2 separate regions of the Mus musculus genome follow, and region 1 is linked to region 2. The links are chromatin contacts, called in public Hi-C maps. All regions are on one chromosome and are shown on one strand. The core of a region is the stretch at or near the end of the contact, and the rest is flanking DNA. Distances in the headings are between cores, read along the strand shown. Region 1 overlaps Gm33958 (a long non-coding RNA gene). Region 2 has its middle 47 kb from the start of Gm29676.

Region 1 (3,442 bases), core at 499-2,998, 77 kb before region 2:
TCACAATACCCAGTAACCAGATAAAATCAAGACTCTTAAAGCATAATTAACCAATCAGATTTAAGTATCAATAAAATCACAATTTACAAGAAGCCAATAAAATAATTTCAGAGCCAATTGATAATGATAAAAGCTTTATCCCAATATTTCTAGCCTTGTGAAATCATAGCTACTTGTGGCTAGCAAACACCATGTGGGTTCATGTCCGCAGCCATCTTCCTTCTTCTCCTACCCTGAGTCACTCCCTGTCTGAGCAACTCTTAACTCTGCCTCCCTTTTCCCTGTCCAATCACAGACCTGCCCTGCACTAATGTAATTGGACAGGGAAAATCCTGCGACAGTTTTCCCCTTTACTTAATGTAAAAACCAACTCTCTGGCAACAGAATGTGAAGCTAAGTTTGGGATCCTGTTGAATCCTCACAAATCTCCAAAGTATTTTTCTTTCTTTAAAATGGAAGTTATCTATATATTTACCATTCTATTCACTGTCATAAGGAGTTTGGATGTCAATGGATAACCATCCTTTCCCTTTCTTCCTTCCTTCTTCCCTTCCTTCTTTCCTTCCTTCTTTTCTCTTTTCCAGTTATGTGGTCCAAGCTCTTCTAACTCACCATGCATCTCAGGTTGGTCCTCAACTGTGTAATCTTCCCACTCATTCTTTCAAGTACTGGTGTAACGGGCCTGTGCTACCACACATGGCTTTGTACAGACAGGAAATCAAAACCTGAATCAACAGATTTAGCATTGATGACAAAGCAGCTTAACATTAATCCCACGCATGCTGGTTCATGTTTCTGTCCTCAAGCTGACCATGGAGCAGAACTGAGTCCCAGTGATGCAACTGTCCTTTCGATAGCCTGAATTTATCTTCATCTCTTTTATCTGTTAAGATGACTATTTGATGGATTAATGTTAATAAAGTTTAAAAATACCATTTATTTAGCATTAGGTGTGTGAGTCCCTGCCTGAGTACACCCATTTCACAGAACACATGTGGAGGTCAGAAGACAAGGTTTGGGAGTCAGTTCTCCTCTCTAGTCACATGGATTCTTGATATCAAACTCAGGATTCAGGCTCGGTGGGCAGCCTTCACCCGCTGAGCCATCTCACTATGTTCCCCAGGCAGAGCAACATAGCTTCTGCTATCAGTGTTAGACAAGCTCCTTCACCAAAGGCCATCAAGCCAGGACAGTATGGCTCTGGATCTTTATGGGCCAGGCTGAAAGGGATCTCTCTGTTCTCGAGGCCGGAAGCAAGCAATCCAAGAGCCCATCTTCAGCCAGACGCATCTCTTCCTGTAGAAAGGGAGTCAGCACATTTTCAAAGTGTTCCGAAACAGTCAAATGGGAGTCATGTTAATTTGGTGTAAAACTTCATGTGGCGTATTACTAATGCCAAAGAACAAAGCAGAGAGGATCTGGTGACTAATTACTAACAGCACTGTCACTATTTTATGTAAGTGTGAACAAGGATCATATGTTTCTTATAGTTGGTCCTTGTTGACGCTCTCTGTCTCGCTGGTTAAAGCGTGATAATGAACAGCAAGTAGAACACTGAGAGCTGCTGCGGGCTCCCCTCGGAACAGTATTTTGTACTCGCGCCCAGAGGTTCTGGGGGCCACGGACGTTCTTTAAATACATGCAACAGTTGAACACTGGTGTTTTAAAGCAATCTCACAGACTTGAAGCAGGAGAGCCTGCTGTCCCTTTAAGGGGAGGCCGCTGTGATTTGGTACTGCTGCATGCTGTGGCAGAGACAACCAGATGGAGTCACGGTGCTGTCCCAGGAACTTGCAATTGCTGAGAGTCCTAGGTCTTGCTACAGAAATAGAACACATGATAGAACTTAGCAAATAAAAAGCTATATGCTTTCAGGGATTCCAGGAGGGGAGTGGGATTTGATATTGGTTTAAGACCAGAGCAGTGTCCATGAACACTTGGGTTGGTTTTCTTTTATCGTGTGTGTGTGTGTGTGTGTGTGTGTGTGTGTGTGTGTTTGTGTGTGTTGAGGTTTGAACCCACTTATGGTAAACAAGTACTCTATTGCTAACTTACATTCATGTATGTATGTGTGATGTGTGTGATGTGTGTGTGTGTGTGTGTGTGTGTGTGTGATGTGTGTGATGTGTGTGTGTGTGTGTAAATACTTTTTCTTTAAGGTCTCACTAAGTTACCTGAGCTGTTCTTGACCATGCTTCAGAGCTCAGGTAGGCCTTGAATTTCCAGTCCTTTTGCCTCAGCCTCTCAAGTAGCAGAGATTACTAGGTTATACCATGAGGCCTTCTCTAGCTTATTAATACTTTAAAATGATGTTTATATTTAAGAATCTTGAGGAGACTTAACACTCAGGACAAAACAAAACAAAAGAAAAATCCCCCCACCCTTCCAGACAAGACCTGAATGCTCGTGGAATAAAGGGTTCCTGAGCAAGAGTTGGTGGTTCGTGTGTTTAAAATCAGAGAGAAGGTGGCAGGGTAGGTGCTTTATACCTTAGATCCCAGTATTTGGAGAGCTGAGGCAGGAGGATCTTGAATTTGAGGCTACATAGGTTGTCGCAAACAATAAACTCCCAAGAGAAGAGATGCTAAAGATGAAGGCAGAATAATTTAAAAGAAAAGACTTGAATCACGGAATCTCAAAGTGTGCTCTAAGGGGACCACAAGACAATTGTTCTGTCTGTCATTTGCCCGATGGGGTGCAGGGCTGTTAGGAGCTTTCAGCTGTTTAAAGGAAGAATGGGAATTAGGTTGGCCTCCTAAGCCTCCTCCTGCCCAGTGAATGGAGAGGTCTCTCCTGATGCCACTTCCTTAAAATCTTTCTCACTTCTGAGTCCGTCCCCACCAAGACAGCATCTCTGAGAGGGATCTCTGATCTCACTCCTTGAGACATCATCGCATTTATTGTCTACTGTGGCTTCATCTCACATACCTTGAGCTTGAAGGATGCTCCAACCACCTCCTCTGGCTGTGGACTGGACTCAGAAAACCTGGTTGTGTTATTTTCCCTGTCAAGTCACAGAATCCCATAGATCTGCTCTTTTATTTATAAAGTTAGAAGAATGGCTGGGTGATCTCTCAGGGCTCTTTCAGCTCCAAATGTCTAAGATTCTATTTAGACTCATTTGAAGAGCAGACAATGGAAGCTATTTTTTGGTCAGGCTGGTGACTGCCTTTTTATATGCAAATGTGAACTGTGAATCCCAAAAGGGACTGTGGAAATGAACTGCCCCTAGTGGAGGGTCATGGACCTTGATGGATGGACAATACCAGCAGGCAAAGTAGGGAAAAAACCGAGAGGTCATTGAACCAAGTGGAATTTCAATGAAGGGGACGACAAGCGAATGAGGTAAACAGAGAACTTGAGTCAAGTTTATTGAGTCCTCTGGCTGAGGTCATGATGGAAACCAGATTGCCGAGTTTCTCCAAGTGTATGCCAGTATTGC
Region 2 (3,753 bases), core at 977-3,476:
GATAGGGAGGCCCAACTGTACCAAGTGTCTTGGTTAAAGGCACAGTACAAAAATTCAACCACAGTGCGACATTAAAAAATCAGGAGGCCAGAGAGGAGAAGGATAGACTTGTTGCCTCCTCTTGGGATGGGAAAATGCCTGAGGTAAGGAGAGCACAGTTAGGGACATTGGAAGGGGAGTGGCTTAGCCAGTCAGAAAGATTGAGGAGAGAGAGAGAGAGAGAGAGAGAGAGAGAGAGAGAGAGAGAGAGAGAGAGAACGAGAGAGCACAGGAACAGGCAGTTTCAAGACAAATCCTATTGGAGCCTGCTGGGAGATGCTCAAACACCCCAAAGGGACACGTGCACGGACATGTGTGTGCTCGGATTCTGTTCTTCCTTTCCTTATTTAGTTCCCTGTTTTCTCTTCCTTGTTCCCTTCGGCCCCCTGTGAATGGTAGCGCCTTCCTCAGGAAAGGCTTTGTTAAAAACCCATCCTTGATGCAAGCCATGGAAATGAGGGAATGAACGGAGGAAGGCCCGCCCTCCCGCCCGCCCGCAGTGTGGATTTTTGAGATTGCGTTGGTGTTGGTCACCTGCTTCCTTTTGCCTGTAATAGGAGTCATGCGGCTTAAAAACCCTGACTGCTGATTTGAAAATTTACCTCATGCAGTGATTGATAATAGAAGCTTTCGGGAATGAATCAAAAGGGGAAAAAAAAGTGGGGGAGGGGCTTGTGAGGTGTGTGTGTGTGTGGGGGGGAACATGTGAATTGTTGAAAATTGGGACGGCTGAAGCTCCACTTAGCTTCCAGTGAATGGGGTTCAGATGTCCGAATTTGGTAGGGAAACTGAGGCACAGAGAAAGAAAGGAGGCTGGCTGGCTCTTCATCACATCCTCTATCATATTCCCCCTCTCCTCTCCAGCTCCCCCTTCTTTTCAGTCCTAGGGATGGATCCTGGGCTAGGCAAGAGGAACCATTGCTGTTGTTTTTCCTAAAAAAAAAAAACAAAAAACAAAAAACAAAACAAAAAAAAAAAACCAAAAAAACCGGTGAAATGCTGCAGTTACCTGTGGCACTTTATTTTAAACCAATTGGTGGCAGACAAGTTAAAGTGCGACCTCTTGCAGACAGATCTTCTATTTGCAGTGGCCATTCCTGTCCATTCCTTGGAAGCTTCTGCTGGGCCCCTGAGACTGTGTAAAGTGCTGAGCAAGCCAGAAGTGGCTTTTGTGTCTGTGCGTGAGCACACTTGATGGTCATTCCCCAGGAGTGGTTCACAGTCTTTCTCTGGCTTGTTACTTACCCGGTAAGGTAGGCTGTCTGGCTGGTCAGCTCCAGGAACTTTCCTGTTTCCACCTCCTTAGCTTTGGGATCACACATGCCTGGCAGCTCCCTCACCCCAAAGATGGGTTCTAGGAATCGAACTCGAGTACTTGTGCTTGTAAGGAAAGCACTATACTGAAGCGTCTCTCCAGACCATTGCAGAAGATGCTAGAACAAAAGAGAGGGCATTCTATCCTGCAGGGGCTTCTTCCCTAGTGGGAACGCATTCTCCGTCTTTCCCCGACGGCCTGTTTTTGTAGCAGGATCCTTCCGAATGGCTTGGCGTCTATCATCAGACTTTCAAGACTCCCAACTCTGTCACAGTTCTCTTTGGGCTGTGTTTAGGTTCAGAGGATAACAGAAGGGTGTTGGAGGGGACCCAGCTTCAGTTAACCCTGAGGTTGAGAGACCAAGCAAGGTTAGGGATCTGGTTTGTCCTGGTTATTGTCAGGGATGGAGGCGAGAGGAAGGAAAGGACCTGAGCGTTGTGATAATCACGTCTGATGTATCTTTACCCAGACCAGTGATAGCTTTAGCATCACTGAAAATCTCCAATGGCGAGTTCTAAAACACACAGCCCAAACACTTGAAGAACTTAAATTGTTCCTCCTCAATTCTCTGGGCCCATCTCCAGAGGCATCGACTCAGCCAGGCTGAGAACAGCTGTTCTAGAAGGTTCTCTCAGCCTCCAGGAACAGCTGTTTGGAATGGAGTCTTTAGACAGTGAGGGTTTTGGTACTGTGAAAGTATTGCATGCTTGTGTGGGAAAAGGTTGTCAGAGGAGCCAAGTGAACAGTTTTGATCCCTAAACAACGCGGCCACAGAGAGTCTTGGTTCAAAGGTCCTTCGGCCTGACCTGCAGAGAGGCTTGGATTCCACACTCCCGGGTCAGAAGGAGGCGTTCTGGCTGCCCCCGAGGACAGCCAGCTCGCAGCAGGTTCACTGGCTTCTCTACCTCCCGGGCTGTGTGGTTTGGTTTCCTGAACTGACCTATCTAAGCAGGCGGCTGACTCAGTTCTTGGCCCAGGAATACAGGAGAGCCTTACATAACCATGTAGCTGAGCTCTTGGAAGGAAAGTCCATGCCATGTGAGGAGTGAGAGGCCAGCTCTCAATGGCGGAGGGGACTTGGTTCCCAGGCTAGCTTGGAGGGAGTGGCATCAGAGCTCCAGGCCCAGAGCTGTCACAGGGCAGTGTTTATTTTTGAGTCATCTGCAGCATACATGTGACTAACAACCTCGTGTCCTAAAAGTTCATCTCCTGGCGAGGTTTCCGTTGCTCTCTTGGGCTTGCCTGAAGACTCAGTTCGGGTATTTTAAAGGATTTGCTGATGGAATGGGGGGGAAAAAAAAGGAATGAAATAAAAGAGGAAGACGTGACTACTTCTAGACTACGGAGATTTTTATTGTAGATATAAGGGAGAAAGCAGGCAGAGCGAAGGGTCCAGGGTGAACATGGTTGGCCTACTAAAACGGACCAGGAGAGGAGAGGAGAGGAGAGGAGAGGAGAGGAGAGGAGAGGAGAGGAGAGGAGAGGAGAGGAGAGGAGAGGAGAGGAGAGGAGAGAGCAAGAGAGGCAACTCAGACTGTGAGATAGGGGTAGCCAAAATGGCCAAGTTATATAGAGACCTAAAGCTGGGGGGAAGGGAAGCCCAGCCCCTGGAAGAGAAAGGTTTATGGTAGGGAGTGAGGTGAGAAGTGCTGGGAGGAGCCACATGTACTGAGGAATGCTGGGAGGAGACACGAGTACTGAGGGATGCTGGGAGAGCTGGGAGGAGCCCTAGGTACTGAGGGATGCTGGGAAAGCTGGGCGGAGCCACAGGTATTGAGTGAGACTTGTCCTTGGTTTGATACCTAACACTGATAATGTCTTCTTAGAATGTATTTGTAGCTTTCCTTCCTCCGTCCATCCCTCTCTCCTCCCTCCCTTCTACCAACTTCCCTTTTTTCCTTCTGTGATGCTTGCTGTCTGGATCTCTAGTGTATGGCAGGCACTGGCATGAGAGTTTTCCCTCCATGACTGCACACCTTCCTCACACAAGCCAAGTCATTTTGACAAAAAGACTATTTGACTTACTGTTCCAGAGGAGATACAGGCCATTATAGTGGGGAAGACTTGGTGGGAGGAACTTGGGGAAGCAGAGGGAGAACAGGAGGAAGTGGGGCTGTGCTACCGAACCTCAAGGCCCACCCCTGATGATGCAGGGCTCCATCTTCGGAAGATCTCACAACAGCGCCACCAGCTGGAGACCAACGTTCAAACACACAAGCCTATGAAGAGCGGTTCACATTCAAGTCAGAGCAGTGGGTGACTGGGATCTGAAATTTAAGTCCACAGTCTTCTGACACCAGATGTCATTCCTAGCCATTTCACCTGGGGAGCGGTGTGGACACAGTTCTGGTGACCTCATCTAATCCTCTCTCTATGGTTGGGTGGGTCTCTATACATTA

The links. A called contact is a pair of places that touch in the nucleus more often than the background predicts.
Region 1: a Hi-C map of uterus shows a contact between it and region 2, with 2.7 times the contacts expected there. The contact joins two enhancer-like sites. A contact is called at or near these places in 1 of 15 datasets of contacts at CTCF or cohesin (CD8 T cells), 13 of 484 Hi-C or Micro-C datasets (CD4 T cells, brain, cerebellar granule neurons and 6 more) and 2 of 115 datasets of contacts at active chromatin or transcription factors (bone marrow-derived macrophages and embryonic stem cells).

Annotation. Positions count from the first base shown.
Region 1 is chr13:44,381,772-44,385,213 of GRCm38.p6, reverse strand. The region is part of intron 2 of Gm33958 (a long non-coding RNA gene); the gene reads left to right. Among named protein-coding and RNA genes, the nearest start is that of Gm33958, 17 kb to the left of the region's middle. Within about 2 kb of position 1,748, at least 9 of the 459 cell types and tissues checked have an H3K27ac peak or open chromatin away from gene starts, as enhancers often do. A contact at or near this core is called in muscle stem cells and uterus, where this site is marked.
Region 2 is chr13:44,305,109-44,308,861 of GRCm38.p6, reverse strand. No RefSeq gene overlaps it. Among named protein-coding and RNA genes, the nearest start is that of Gm29676, 47 kb to the right of the region's middle. Within about 2 kb of position 2,226, at least 86 of the 459 cell types and tissues checked have an H3K27ac peak or open chromatin away from gene starts, as enhancers often do. A contact at or near this core is called in muscle stem cells and uterus, where this site is marked.